Regions from separate parts of the Arachis hypogaea genome. Here region 1 is linked to region 2. The links are chromatin contacts, called in public Hi-C maps. All regions are on one chromosome and are shown on one strand. Each heading gives the region's core, a stretch centred on a gene start, on an enhancer-like site or on the middle of the called end of the contact. The rest is flanking DNA. Distances are from core to core; before and after follow the strand shown.

What was found. Hi-C and Micro-C count contacts between places; a contact is called where the count stands out from the background.
Region 1: a Hi-C map of leaf shows a contact between it and region 2, with 1.9 times the contacts expected there. The contact joins the promoter of LOC112706618 here to the enhancer-like site in region 2. A contact is called at or near these places in 2 of 8 Hi-C or Micro-C datasets (leaf and an unstated tissue).

Annotation. Positions count from the first base shown.
Region 1 is chr8:26,253,151-26,256,774 of arahy.Tifrunner.gnm2.J5K5, reverse strand. It overlaps LOC112706618 (beta-glucosidase 12), which reads right to left and starts at 1,420. Exons shown (of 13, transcript XM_025758011.3): 1 at 1,285-1,420; 2 at 1,139-1,208; 3 at 986-1,044; 4 at 655-730; 5 at 484-561; 6 at 309-396. The coding sequence starts at 1,036. It overlaps LOC112706617, which reads right to left. Exons shown (of 3, transcript XM_025758010.2): 3 at 3,372-3,624.
Region 2 is chr8:26,197,858-26,201,716 of arahy.Tifrunner.gnm2.J5K5, reverse strand. No RefSeq gene overlaps it. Among protein-coding and RNA genes, the nearest start is that of LOC112708363, 4.4 kb to the right of the region's middle. Within about 2 kb of position 2,151, at least 2 of the 3 cell types and tissues checked have open chromatin away from gene starts, as enhancers often do.

The sequences.
Region 1 (3,624 bases), core at 171-2,670, 56 kb before region 2:
ACTAAAATCCGTTATTAATATATTTGTATATAAATACATGTATGGTTTAATTTATTTTCAATGTGTATTTATATTTTAACATATATTTTAGATTGATGGCTGATTTTAGTAGTTGATTTTGATATACATGTAGCATAATTAAATAAATTAATATAAGTGGGCAGCTTATGAATGATAACAAAAGATCAATTTTAAATCTTTAATTCATAGAAAGTATGATATTATGAAATTATTTCTTTTAAAAATTTAAATTAATAAAAAATATACTAATAATTAATAGATATTTTAACATATGGAAACTAGCTTACACTATGCGAGGGCTTAAAAAACCTCCATAATCATCTTCTAAGGCTTGAGGAAGGTCCCAATGAAAGAGGGTAACAAATGGTTGTATACCTGTAAAATTAGTCATCCCGAAACAATTATCAACTATATACCGTTACCACCATAAACAGCATGAGAAATTAAGATGCAAACTCTAACCATTAGCCAGCAGCTCATTGATGAGGTTGTTGTAATATTTGATTCCTTCTTGGTTTATACCTCCACTAAGCGTTCCTTCTGTGGATAAGAATTGATTAAGGTGAGTTAATATGGACCTACATGTAAAGTTAAGTTTGGATAAGAATTGATCAACATTATTATTCAACTTACTTGGGAGTATTCTAGACCAAGAGATAGAGAATCTGTATGCATCCAAATTAATATATTTCATGATCCCAACATCCTCCTACAATATGACAAATCAAATCAACTCATTTTACATTTAAGTGCACTTACATGATACTTATAGTTAATAATTGCATTTATATAAAAATTACTACATGAAGTAAAATTCTTTCTTCCTATAGTATTTTTCAATTCAACAGATTAACAATAACTAATAATTCGTCTAGATCTAAACTCTATTTAAAAGTATATTAACCATTGAATTGTTACGTACACAAGCTGAAATTCGAATATGGATAAATGCATATATGCATACCTTGTAGCGGTGATATTGGTCAATGAGAACATCCGCATTGCTTCTGTCCATTATTTTCTCTAATCAACATTGAACAAAACAATGTCTAATCAATATCTATATAAATTTTGTTGAAGAAAATAAAATAATTATTGAAAGAAAGTAAAAAAAAACCTGGATATTTGTGAGTGAAGGTATCCCATATACTTGGACCTCTTCCACCTTCATTTGCTGCACCTTCGTACTGCGCATCGAATGTAATAATTATTAATTGAATGAAGTTGAATTCAAATAATTGAGATGGATAGATACATACATACCTGATATGCAGATGCGGATGTGGCAAAGATGAAACCTTCTGGAAAACTGCTCCGATTGAGCGAAGAAGAAGAACAAGTAGCAAAGACCACGCCGATAACAACAACGCTAATAAACCCCTTCACTGTTATCTCAGTTGATCTCAATTCAGGATTTGCCTTTTTTCCTATATATATATAACACAACTATTTTTTACTAGCAACTTGTTTTCTTCTACTTTTTGCTGGTTGCAATGACTAATTAATCGTAGTTAAGCAAGTAAATATGTAATCATGAGAATTTCTTTTATGTTCTAGAGCAAATTAATACTCTTGTTCTCCATCATTTATTTTGCCAAGCCAATTAGTTAATTTTTTTTTATTCTAAATTTTAAATTTATAAAAGTGTTAATTTTAAACACTTAAAATTAATTTTTATATTTTTTCACTAAGGTACCGTCAGGGCACATAAAAGTTTCATAGCATAAATTATTTTACATGGCAGCAAATCAAAATCAAAGGTTTTTTATGATTATTTAAGTTAACTTTATTCTTTCTTCCTTTCTTTTTTTTTTTCTTGTTGGTTGAAAAACAGAATTTATATTTTTTATTAGGATCCACTGGGGAGACAATGGACTATTTGTACAATGTGTACAATGGCTATTAAGTTATGAAATGAACATCTCCTATACTATTTAGAATAACCATCCAAGTACATCTTCTCGAAAAATTAGTTTAATTTTTGGGTTCACCAAGGATCGAACTCTTAACCTTTCAGATCTAGCGCTTTAATACCATGTCATGATACCACTCATCCCAAAAGATTCAGCTGATGAAAAAATGTAACACTAATAATTATATCTCTAATATTCCATAAACCTCCATTGTACACATTGTATAAATATTTCATTGGCTCCTCATACTTTCCCTTTTTATTAAAACAAATAAATCTCTAATTAGATCGTGAGCATGACTGGATGACAATAGTGATTAATTATCCTTGTCTGTATATTCAAGTTAAATTAGATCTATCTTCTAATCATACAATTACTACACCAACTAACATTTTGCACACAATAACTTTTCAACATCGGTTACTCTTCTTCTTTTTTTTTTTTTTGTCTTAAAGATGGATGACTAGAGCAAGTGACGATCATTCAGAAGTGGGCTGGATCAGAATGCTAGGCACCGACTAAGCCAAAATCTCTCTAACCCAATTTTCCTTTTTTTTTGGAATGGACCCAATTAGCCTTAAAATAGTGTATTAGCTCTGTGTCGTTATCATGAAAAAAAAACAACTGTCATCATGGACCAAGACCAAAAACTAAAATAATGCTGTCATTATTATGGATGGCCAAATAGTTAAAAGAAAAGAAAAACACAAAACCCTACACTAATTTGTTTAAAATTTACACAATATTTATGATTATTCAATTCATACTCTGTCCAAAAAAATAATTATTCTTATCATTTGCGAACTTCTATGCCCAGTTTGCTTTCTTCCGAGAGAATGAACGGGCATTTAGCATATGGATATGAAGGAAAGTCAAAGCAAAAGTAACCCAAATTGTATCTCAGTCAAATATACAAATCTTGTGAGTTAGAATTCTTATGCACGCATTTTCATTATTATTTAATATTTATTGATTTGGACTTCCAAATTCCAACACATGAAAACACAATTTATGGAAACAAGATATCTGTTAGGCATAGTAGTTTGCCAAACATCTCAGCAAAGCACCATTGTTGTTCTCTTGTTTCATTCCTGAAAGAGTCACTTTATATTCTTATAATCTGATTCATGAATTCATCTGAATTTACTCTTTTATAGACCAAGAGACTATATAAAGCTCCAGAGTCCAGAGACAGGATATAGAAGGCTATTATTTAATTTGAAGAAATTCATACACAAAGACTAACAGGTACAGACTCAAAAGATAACAACTCAATAATAAGAAAGCTGATATTGTTGACACATAATCTAATAAATTCTCTATAACTCGGTGTCAAGAAATTTCTCATGAGACGCAAAGACAAAATTTCCTTTATTTTAGAAACTTGGCAAGCATAGCCTCTAAGGAGAGATAGGGGGAACATCAGAGGCATGGTCATAACTTCAATGGAAGATCATAAATTCTTTTTCTATCTCAAACTGAAAATAGAGTAAGGGACAAAAATTGATATCATGATATAGAACTACAACCAGCATAACAAACTCTCATATCAATGCTCGAAAAAGGAATTAATCGCAGGGAATCAACCAATGGAACCCCTTTCAACCATCCCCAAAGAACAAATACGAAGTAAAATTAAGGTCAAAGAAATAAAACAAGATAATAAAAGTAAAGAGCTCAAAGATTAATG
Region 2 (3,859 bases), core at 902-3,401:
GGGGAATGAACACAAGCATAGATTTGTAAGAACATATATATAGTAATGATGTGAGGGAGAAGGTGCTGAATTCAATGGATTTATAAATGTGAGACAGTGATGATGATGAGGTGAAGCGGTTAGAGACTGTTTTGAGGAGAAAAAAGGAAGAATGCGCCAAATCCACTGAACTCTCTCTCTCTGACACTTTTTGTCACGTGCGCCAACTTGCACATCCAACTTGTCGACTGGCTGCTGCAACATGCCAACATCTATGCTCTAAATCATTGAATATCTCCACTCAATATTATATGTATTAAATTTATTTAAGAATTTAATATACTAATCAAGTAAATGATATACTATATTTTTATTAGAAAAATAATAATATCACTTTATTTTAATAAATAATATTATATGATTAATAAAATTTATATTTAGTTTATTTAGTTAACACTAAATATTAAAGATTAATAAATTCTAAATTTTTTAAATTTTAATAGTATAAAAATCAAATATTAGTTAATAATATTTAAAAAAACATTGGTCTCTTAACATTTTATATATGATTTTTTTTGTATTATATATTTATATAAATTTATAGAAAAGATGGGTAATATTATCAAATAAGTATGAGAATCTCCATTTTCTAATGATGATGATTCTTTGTTTTAATATTGCGATTAAACGAATAATATTATTAATATCATATAATATTTAGGTTACGATTCACGTGTAATTTTATAAGAAGTTAATGGTTGAGAATTATTATATTATAATCTAGTTTAATATATTAAATTATTTAATAATTTTTAGTTATTAATTTTATATAAAAATAATTGTATGTGAGTTTTTGTTATATATTTAATTGGGTAAATTATAAAAAATATATTCGAATAATTTTGTTATTGATAAAAATGTACTCAAATTTTGTTATCGACAAAAATATTTTTAAATAATTTAAAAACGCGACAAAAATATCTAAAATTAAATATGTATTCTAAAAAAATACTTTAAAATTTAAATTTTGATTCTATTTTTTGCAAACATAATTAGAAAAATAAGATATTTTTATACTTGAAATTTGATAATTTTTTGCTAAGTATATAATTTTTTTGTGATTTTTATGTCAACAACTAATAATATTTTTTTAAAAAAATATAGAGAACAAATTTTTATCTATGTATATTTTTTAAATAATTATCTAAATATTTTTATAAAATTTTGGACCAAATTAGGGGTGGCAACGGGGCGAGTAGGGGCAGATTTTTACTCTATTCGACTCTGCCCCGCCGTACAATAACCCGCATAGAACCCGCCCCGCTTCTATCCGCGGGTAGTAAAACGTTGAACCCTAACCCGCCCGCCCCTATAATTATTAAAATCCAATAAATAAAATTAAATTTCAAAATTTATATAACCATCGTCACATACATAACATAAATTAAAATAAAAATTTAAATATAATACAATATTATTAATTATTGACTAATTATTTTATATATATTATACATATTATATATTAAAATTATATATATTACATATATAGCGGGGCGGGTATTACCTAAACCCGACCCGTCCCGTCCCTCCCAAGAACCCGCCCTGCTAAAAACCCTTCCCGGTGCGGGTAGGGGAGGGATGAGTACCCACAGGTTCGGGTGGTATTGTCATTCCTAGACCAAATGCACAAGAAGTTTGTCAAATACAAAGATTATTTGTCACTTATAAAACAATAATTTTTTTTAAATATTTTTGTTACGTTTTTAAATTATTTGAAGATATTTTTGTTGATAACAAAATTCAGTAATATTTTTATCAACAACAAAATTATTCGAGTATATTTTTAATAGTTTATATTATCTAATTAGTATCTAAATGAATATTATTTTTCCTTTATACAGTAATTAATTGATAAAGTAATGCTAAAAAACTAGTAAGTCAAAGTTTTTTTATTTAATTTAATATTTATAATTTTGTATGTAACACTTATAATGATACATTTATTACATCTAATATTATATATTTATTCAAACAATACCTAATAAATACAAAAAAAAGGAGCTTCTAAACTTTGATCCCGAAACATTTCCAAATTACATATATATGTTCATGCATGCAAATTGCAATGCAATGGAAGCATCAAGCAACATACAACACACCATGTGTTGCATGTGCATGTGGCTGCATGTCTTGTCATACACACAATTTTTATGGATAACATATTAAAATATATAAGGAATGAGGAGGATTCTCTTTTTTATTATTTTAATGAAATTCGAAGTTTATTTAACCGGATAACACTCTATTATATATATATTTTTTCAAAAAGAAAGTAGCTAGCGTAATGATTCCTGTAGTCTGTTTTGGGACGAAGGTTAAGCCATTTGCATCCACATATGGTGTTGGGGTTCGTGCCACCAGCAAGCTATCCACTAAACTCTGATATAATTCCCATGCTTTTATGTTACATAAAGGTTGTTTTGTGTTACTATGTTCTTTCCTCTCATTCGGAGGATACTGTATAAAATTTAGGGATGGATACTATTCTAATCCTTAAACATTAGGATCAATATCAAATTTATTTTTAATCTTATTTTTTATTAAAAATTGTTTTTAACATTTTATTTAATATTAAAATTCTCTTTTTAATTTTTTACAAACAAAAATATTCTTATATTTATTATTAGTAGTTATCAAATAATTTAAAAAAATCTTATAAATAAATAATGAATACAAAAGGAAAAGAGAAAATTAAAGGATAAAATAGATCTTTGATTTTTGTGTCTGCAGACATTTAAATTCTCAACAATTTGAAAATATATTTAAGTTCCCGACTTTCTTAAAATTTGGACATATCGATCTTTCTGTTCACTTTGGTCTGGCAGACTCAACGAAAAAATCAAACATGACTTCCGTTATACTAGCCTGGTCGATATATGGATGCACACGTATGAGAGTTTTTAAATTGGGACAAATTAGATTCAGGGATCGATATGACCAGATTTTGAGAAAATTAGAAACTTAAATGTATTTTTAAGTCCTCAAAGATATAAATGTCTGCCGACCAAAAAATCAAGGACTTATTTGTCCTTTTCTCAAAGATAAAATTATGTGCAGGGTTCAATTGAGGAAAAGACACCCCCAAAAAAGACACCATCATCGTTAATCACTGAAAAAGAGGAAGTAGGATTGGAATTGCATGGCTTCTCAAACCTCAACCTTTTTTCGAAGTTAATCTTCTGCGCATAGCATGGTGCTATTTTGCTTCCATGGTGAGAGGTTAATTTTGCGAACTTCAAGAACAAAAAAGAATCTTGGTCATAGATTCTGAGACGGCGTCTATTTTAAAGTATATTTTTTTTTTCAATTGAACTGTTTGTATAGCGAGTTAAAAAGTGATAATGGTGGATTTATTTAGATTCCACAAAAATGCAATTTTTTTTGTTGAACAGATTTAGAGATAGACATGGAACATTAAAAAATTCTAAGAATGAGGAGAAATATTTCATCTTTGAAGTCAAGAACGAATGTTTCAGAGTGAAAGCTAAATTGAAGGTCATTGCTACATTAGGGTTCGTTGAGTGGGTTGGCTTTGTTATTTATTGTTGCAGAAATATTTTAAAATAAGGCAACCGTGTGTAATTTCCTTAAATTTTAGTTGAACAATATGTTGGAGTTTGGCTGAAGTATGCTAATTTGGTTTAGGATTTATCGAAAATTTTGGTACTTTAAGTCTGGGCTTAGAGCTAGATGGGTGAATTAGGTTAGGATTTATTGTTTAGATAGATTTCAGTTAAGCTAAATTGGATTTCAGGTATGTGTGGATGATAATTATGTAACAATAGTTGATTCAAAATAAGTTCAGAATTTTACTTTGACA